2 separate regions of the Capra hircus genome follow, and region 1 is linked to region 2. The links are chromatin contacts, called in public Hi-C maps. All regions are on one chromosome and are shown on one strand. The core of a region is the stretch at or near the end of the contact, and the rest is flanking DNA. Distances in the headings are between cores, read along the strand shown.

The links. Hi-C and Micro-C count contacts between places; a contact is called where the count stands out from the background.
Region 1: a Hi-C map of blood shows a contact between it and region 2, with 4 times the contacts expected there. The contact joins two enhancer-like sites. A contact is called at or near these places in 2 of 5 Hi-C or Micro-C datasets (both in blood).

What each region holds. Positions count from the first base shown.
Region 1 is chr18:20,341,222-20,345,161 of ARS1.2, forward strand. No RefSeq gene overlaps it. Among named protein-coding and RNA genes, the nearest start is that of N4BP1, 59 kb to the left of the region's middle. Within about 2 kb of position 2,485, at least 4 of the 5 cell types and tissues checked have an H3K27ac peak or open chromatin away from gene starts, as enhancers often do.
Region 2 is chr18:20,272,289-20,275,947 of ARS1.2, forward strand. It overlaps the pseudogene LOC102183901. Among named protein-coding and RNA genes, the nearest start is that of N4BP1, 10 kb to the right of the region's middle. Within about 2 kb of position 1,568, at least 3 of the 5 cell types and tissues checked have an H3K27ac peak or open chromatin away from gene starts, as enhancers often do.

The DNA of each region.
Region 1 (3,940 bases), core at 1,235-3,734, 70 kb after region 2:
TTTTCCTTTATGTTGGGTTTACATCCCTTGAAATCAAAGACTCTTTAAGTGAAATACATATCACTGTCCATACACGTGGCAGATTAAATAAGGGAGGCTCATCACATCTTTAGGGAGATCCCAAAGACCAGCGCTCCCCAGGTGGCTCGGTGGTAAAGAATCCGCTTACCAAGCAAGAGACCCAGGTTTGATCGTATGTTGGGAAGATCCCCTGGAGGAGGAAATGGCCACCCACTCCAGTATTCTTGCCTGGAAAATTCCGTGGACATAGGAACCTGGCGGGCAACCGTCCATGGGGGTCACAAAGAGACACAGCTGAGCGACTGACAACACACACAGCAAGACCATGCATCAGTGCTGCAGGAGAGGCCCCTAGTCAGCTCTCACGGAGCCTCAGGAGACTCCACCCCAAGACCATGCGCCAGTGCTGCAGGAGAGCCCCCTAGTCAGCTCTCATGGAGCCTCAGGAGACTCCACCCCAAGACCATGCGTCAGAGCTGCAGGAGAGCCCCCTAGTCAGCTCTCACAGAGCCTCAGGAGACTCCACCCCAAGACCATGCGTCAGAGCTGCAGGAGAGCCCCCTAGTCAGCTCTCACGGAGCCTCAGGAGACTCCACCCCAAGACCATGCGTCAGAGCTGCAGGAGAGCCCCCTAGTCAGCTCTCACGGAGCCTCAGGAGACTCCACCCCAAGACCATGCACCAGAGCTGCAGGAGAGCCCCCTAGTCAGCTCTCACGGAGCCTCACCCTCACACAGGCTGGTTCCTCCTGGCATCTTCATCCTCTTGCAGTTGTGTCTCACAGACGCCTTCATGTGGATTTTCTTGCTCTGTCCCCTAGCTGGACAGAGGCCAGGCCGGCTGCTTGGGAGTTAGACCTTCCACGTTCTGCCATGTCTTCACTGGTTAGACAGCCATGATGGGGCCAGCCCTCCTAGTCTGGGGCTGCCACGAGGAAGAAACGGGCCTAGAGCAGCGCCTGCCAGAACCCCCTCAGTGATGGTCACGACCGGCTCCGCCCTGCAGCCCAGCGGACACTTAACGAGACTGTTCACACCCTGTAGGCCATCTCAGAGGCGGAGACCTTGTCTTCCGGATGCTGAATGTTCTCTGTTCCTGCCAACTCATCCTGAGTGTGGTCTAGACCCTCCTCAGGGCCGCAGCGGTCCTGCTGTCTGCTGGGCAGGACGTCAGTGCTCTGACAGGGTCGGTGCCCTTGAGTGCCTGGCAGGCTCATGGCAGGGAGGGACCCAGGGGGGATGCCGGCAAAGCCACTGCTTGGCCACAGAGTGAGGGAGCGCTGATCCCCTGGCTGACACAGCCCCTCCAGGCTGCGTCTTGACTCATCCACCCCTCCCACCGCTCCTTGAAGTCTCCATCTTGGAGGCTCGTGTGTGTGTGTGTGTGTGTGTGTGTGTGTCTGTGTGTCTGTGTGTCTGTGTGTGTGTGTGTGTGTCTGTGTGTCTGTGTGTCTGTGTGTGTGTGTCCAGGATGCAGGACTTGAATTCCTGAAGGCTATTTCAGGCTCATGTGTGTGTCTCAAAGCGTGCGTGCGTGTGTGTGTGTGTGTCCAGGATGCAGGACTTGAATTCCTGAAGGCTATTTCAGGCTCATGTGTGTGTCTCAAAGCGTGCGTGCGTGTGTCTGTGTCTCTGTGTGTGTCTCTGTGTGTGTCTGTGTGTGTGTGTGTCCAGGATGCAGGACTTGAATTCCTACAGGACATTTCACCTCCCCAAGAGGCAGACTCCGCCAAGGTGACTTGGCCGCCGGAATGGCACCCGAGATGGACTGCCTCCCTCCATCCAGTGACCAGAATGGAGGGCTTGTGACCTGGGTCAAGGTGGTCAGCCCGCTGGCCAGAGGGAGGCTGTGGAAGGAAGCTGCCTCCCCCGTTCCTGAGGAGTGGGGCCCACGTCCAGCCTGGTTCCTGTGGGAGGTGCTGGGAGCACATTGTTGTTTCTTATTTGTTTGTTTTAACTTGACCGGCACTGTAGAAGCGCCGTCTGGAGTACACTTCTGTGTGCGTCATGCCCTCCTTTCTACTCCTTTACGGGGACACAGAGCAGTCAAACGGCCTTTGATGGCTTTTGAAACTGAAAGCAGCCTTTTTGCAGCTCGGGTTCCAGTCTCCTGTCATGTGGTTCCAGGGCTGGTGACAGCCATCAGGGAAACGGAGCCTGGGCAGGCAGGGGTTTGCCCAGAAACTGGTCATCAGCGCCCAGATTAAGCCCTGGAGCTGCAGCGCCTGTGCCTCGGGGCTTCTGGAATCAACCCCCTGTCACCTCCTCCCATAAGACTCCGCGCTGCAGACAGTGGCCCTTGGGGCTTTCCTTCCCACTCCCTCCACAGGTCCCCAGGGAGCCCAACTTGGCCTCATAGCCTGAAACCCAGTCTGGGGTCAAGCCTGGGCAGGCCCTGCCCTCTCCCCTCTTGGCTCTCAGAGAGAGGAGGAGGGGGCCTCCCCTGAAAAGAATGCCTTGTCTGCCCGCCTGTCTGGCTCTGAGATCAGTCTAGGGTTTCAGCCACCAAAAAAGGCCGCAGGAAGGAGAGGGCCTCCTGCAGCTGGCCGGGAGAAGCTGTGGACACTGGCTCACAACCTCCCAGACCAGAGGGTCCCTCGACAGCGACAGCAGGTCCCACCCCCGTCTTGTAGCCCCTTCCCACTGGGGTGTCAGGGCCCTGGCGCTTACTCCCACTTTAAAGCTAAGGAACTTGAGGCCCAGTGGTAAGTGGTGGGGGGAGGGCTGGAGGCCCAGCACCAAATCCTCTGTGCTCTACTTGCCAGCCCCTCTACCCCGTCCCCCAGCTGTCCCGAGCAGCCGCTGCATGCCTTGGATGGTGCTGGGGGAGGTGAGAAGGCCAGAAGGGCCCTTTCCAAAGCGCCCCATGCTCCCCCAGCCCTAGCAGTGAAGGTGTGTCGGCCCTGCTCTGGCCCTTCTTGCTGTGTAATCAGAGGAAGTTACCCTCTCAGATGAGGCCAGTCCCCTCGTCTCTGAATGAAAGTGAGGGCGCCACCCTCACAATGGGTGGTTTTCAATCCTGATGTGTGTCAGAGCCACCTGGAGGAAGGGCTGTAAATGCACTGGCGCCCAGGCCTCACCCCGGACTGGGGAGATCAGTGAACGGAAGCCCAGGGATCCCAGCGAGCCCCTGACTGAGAACCAACGTCCCGTGAAGAGTTGGTCCCACTGGGATGAAATCCCAAGACAAGGCCCTGGCCCCTGACGGTCCTTCCCACATGCGGCTCCAGTAAGGGCTTGTCCTCAGTGTCTCATCCAACTTCCGGTATTTTACAAATCCTTGGCCCCACAGAGGCAAGACTCAGGGCAGGAGGAGAGCAGAGGGAGCAGGGGCATGGGGCCCTCTCTCCTGTGGCCAGTGGCTGCAGCTGGCTTGGCCATTTCTGCCACCACCAGCCCAGCTGTGTGTCCTCGATTCCCGGCTCTACTTACACCTGGGGACGGTTTTGAACAAAGACAGAGTGGAGTTCCTGGTGACCTCCTAGCACATCGGCCTCTTTTCTACCAAGCAAGGGCCTTTCTGCCAGCCATTACCCACCCTGTAGACCCCTGTCACTGCTCCACACGTGCTGACAGGGCCTGGGAGCCTAGCGGGGTCAGTGCGTGCCTTGAAGACAGGAGGAGTCTGCCACATGAAGACCTCCTATTTCAACAGGCAGAGGCCAGCGGGCTTGGGCTCCAGCACCCCCCAGCCATTAGGTGAGGCAAGCCCTTGTCCAGATCTCATCTGCTGCCCCAGGAGAGGCGGTGTCTTCCTTCAGAGTGTTTCTAGTCTGACACTTTCAGCTTCCTTGGCCCAGAGCCTGAACATGAGCATTGAGCATCAGCCTGAGCATCACCAGCAGATGGAAGTTGTGCTGTGTGGGGACAGTGGAAGGTGACCGGCTGATGGCACAAGCCAGCTGGTGGGAAGAAGCCCTT
Region 2 (3,659 bases), core at 318-2,817:
CCAAAGCGAGAAAATGCCTAAGGTGGAAAGCCTGTGCTCCTGGGGGCATCCCGGCCTACAGCTGCAAAACCTAACTGGACTTTGAGCTGTTTGCTCAAGTTACCACTAAGTGGAGGTGGTGGGGTGCTGGGGGTGGGGGGGCAAGAGGTGGCAGGCCCAAGCAGACTGAAATGGAGATGTCACTCTGGATGCAGAGAAGTTCCAGCCTCCTAGCTGAGGCTGCTAAGAAAGAGAGCTTTGGGGAGCAATTTCAGTATGTGTTGCCGGGGGTAGAAAGGGGGGATGCCGTTTCTGTACCTTCGATCTTGGATCGCCTTCAAAATAGCAAAAAGAATGCACTGTCCCAACTAAATTCATTCATCATCCACTTGCTGAGCTTCTGGTGCAGCTCCGCAGCTTCTCTCTCCACACGGTGGATGTGGTGGGGCATAGTCCCAGCGACTCGTTGCTTGCCTGTGGGTGCCAGGTGTAAGCGTTTATGTCAGAGAAAATCACGGCGGGACGGGGCTGCTGCTGCTGCTGCCCACTTTTCTTCGGTTCCCTCCGAGGCCCTTCCTGCCGTGGGAGGCTTTTTTGCCTATCACCCGGATCTGTTTACTTTGCATTCCCTTTCGGCCTTGCCATTTCCCTGGGATTTTCATCCTCTGCCTCCGCAGGAAGGGCGCTCGAAATTGGCGGCTGCACTGCCCCATAGAGACAGCAGGTGGCGCCCTGAGCTTTAGAAGGCCTTGCGTACCAGACTTTCCTAGAGAGAGCCGAGTTGCCCCGTGCGGAGGGACCTTATAAAAAAGCCAGTGTGCACGTGAAACGTGAAGTCGATTCCCGATTCCCGTTACACCGTATCCCGGTCTAAGCTCTAGAAGTGGCAGGAGAGGGAAAGAAGAAGGCGTCTGCTGGAAGGGCGGCAACCTCCTCATTGCAGAAAAGGGGAACTCAGCACAGGGCAGGGAGGCCCCCAAGAGGAAGGGCAGAGGCCAAATTCTAGTTCTGGAGCTGGCTCTAAGACCCACCGACTGGGCTCAAAAATTTCCACTATTCTCCCATCCCTGCTTACCGGAAGGTGTGCTGGATTCTGAACTAAGATGAACAGTTCCCGCATCCAGGCTTTTACATCCCTCTACATGATTCTGGACGTTATCTCTACATCACCCAAGTTATAATCTGGTTATCATCTGTCTTAACATCAACTAACTTTTTAAAGTTAAATATAACTATACAGGAAACACTTTATTGCTATAATAACTAGAAGCCCGATATTTCTTGCCAAAACAGGACTGTAAAAATAAATACTTAACAATTATGATTCCTTAGAAGTCGGGCTATTTCCCAGTGAAAATTGTTTGCCATAGCAGCAGTGTCACGTTTTCCACATTTTAGGAAAAACAGATTCTAGCACAAGCTCTCCCAGGAACTCTGAATGAGAGGAGACAGATGTAGGGGTGCGGGAGAAGGAGGCAGGGGGAGCTGGAGAGAGAGGCAGCTACACTTTTTACCCAGATGCAGAACAAAGAGAGCCTTGACGGATAGCCCATGTCCTTCCTGCAGTGTGCACATATTTCCGGAAACTGCAAGTTATTTTTTATTCTGGAGAGCTGGAGGAAAAGGGTGGAGGCTTGGCTTCCTGTGAGCCTGCCCCACCCTGGAGCTCTTATGGAAAGCAAGATAACATCTCAGGGTAAGGAGCCAGAGTGTTAGAGTGGAATGAAGGCAGGCCTCCACCCTTCTGCTTTTGCAGAGAAGTCTTCAATATTCCAGACCTGCTTGGCCAGTTCTGCCTCTATCCCTTCCTCATGATGGAAACCAGATGAGTTCCTTCACCTCCCTAAATCTCAGTTTCCTCATCTGTAAAATGGGAATGATGCCTGATTCTTAGAGTTGTTTGTGGGAGCTAAATAGGATTGTTTGTGTAGAGTCAGCCAATCAACAATTTCCAGAACACCTACTATTTTAAGTGCTGAGTGCACAGCTCAGTTCCTCATGTAGGGTTAAGCATGCACAGAGTATTTGGAAAAATAGCATATGTAATATACATATAAGTTAGTATAGTGTCTCTTCCACGCTACAGCAGTTTCAGCCAATCCCCTCCTCACATGTGGTCTGCATCCTCTGAGCCCCCCTCAGCACTCCCTCATGGGGTGACGCATCCTCCCTTCCACTATGGAGACATCGACTTCCCTCTCCTTCTCCAGGAAGACAAGCAGAACCCACTTTAGTCATCGCTGCCTCCTCCCTCCCACCCAGCTTCTGTAGAACACCCTGAACATTACAGGCACTCATGTGAAGTTTGTTGTCTCAAATTCCACTGCCCACATAGCTCAGACCAGAGGTCCCACAAAGCAAACACCTTTTGTTGCGCCATTTTGTTCTGAAAGCCTAACGAGCCAGGTGCTAAACCTGATTAAGGTTGAGCACCCAGAGGCTCCCCATCCACCCCCCAACTTGGTGGCCTCCCCAGCTCGTGAACCCTACAGCCCCTCCCACCTCCCCGGCTCAACCATGCCTCCCACAAACAGAAAATCTAATTACCGGGATGCTGAAGCCCTTGCCTCTGTGATTTGGAGCCCTCATTTATCAAGGAACATTGATCATTCTCTGATGACTTTCCATCTCATGTAAAATAAAATCTAACATCCTTCCCCAGTTCACTTGGCCCCCATGCTCCAGCCACTGCCCACCTCTCAACTTCAGTCCCTTCTCTTCTCACCCTTACTCCCCAGCTTCAGGCACACAGGTCTTCTTGCTGCTCTGCAAACATACTAACCACTATCTCTGCCTAGAAGCTCTTCTCCAGATGTCCCCATGGCACCCGCATCCAGATTTCTGCTCAAACGTCAGCCTCTCCAAGAGGCCTTCCCTGCGCAGCCTGTGTGGTGGTGGTGGTGTTCTGTCACTAAGTTGTGTCCAACTCTTTGCGACCCCATGAACTGCAGCACGCCAGGCTTCCCTGTCCTTCGCTATCTCCCTGAGTTTGCTCAAACTCATGTACATTGAGTCGGTGATGCCATCCAACCATCTCATCCTCTGTTGTCCCCTCCTCCTCCTGCCTTCAATCTTTCCCACCATCAGGGTCTTTTCCAATGAGCGGGCTCTTCACATCAGATGGCCAAAGTATTGGAGCTTCAGCGTCAGCATCAGTCCTTCCAATGAGTATTCAGGATTGATTTCCTTTAGGATTGACTGGTTTGATCTCGTTGCTATCCAAGGGACTCTCAAGAGTCTTCTTTAGCATCACAGTTCAAAAGTGTCAATTCTTTGGCACTCAGCCTTCTTTATGGTCCAAATCTCACATCCGTACATGACCACTGGAAAAACCATAGCTGTGTAAATAGCACAAACACAGCTGCTCCTTTGCAGAATCCTTGTCACTGTCAGGACACTCTTTTTTCTCCATTTTTCATACCTCCATGCGGAGGGAGACCAGCAGACCATCTCTCTTGGCTTGTCGCCCTACCCGTCACTCCCTGTTCTCCGCGGGAGGACTGGGTTGCCAGACTGATGAGTTTGGGCAAGACACTGGCTCCCTTCTTGGGGAGCCAGCCTTTCTGAGGGAAGCAAGTCCTCTTCTCTGGTCTCAGTCTCACAAAAGAGGCCTCCCACCTGCCCTGGATGGAGGGGGAAGAAGAGCAGGCCCGAGGGTATCCAGCCGCACCAGTCACTGG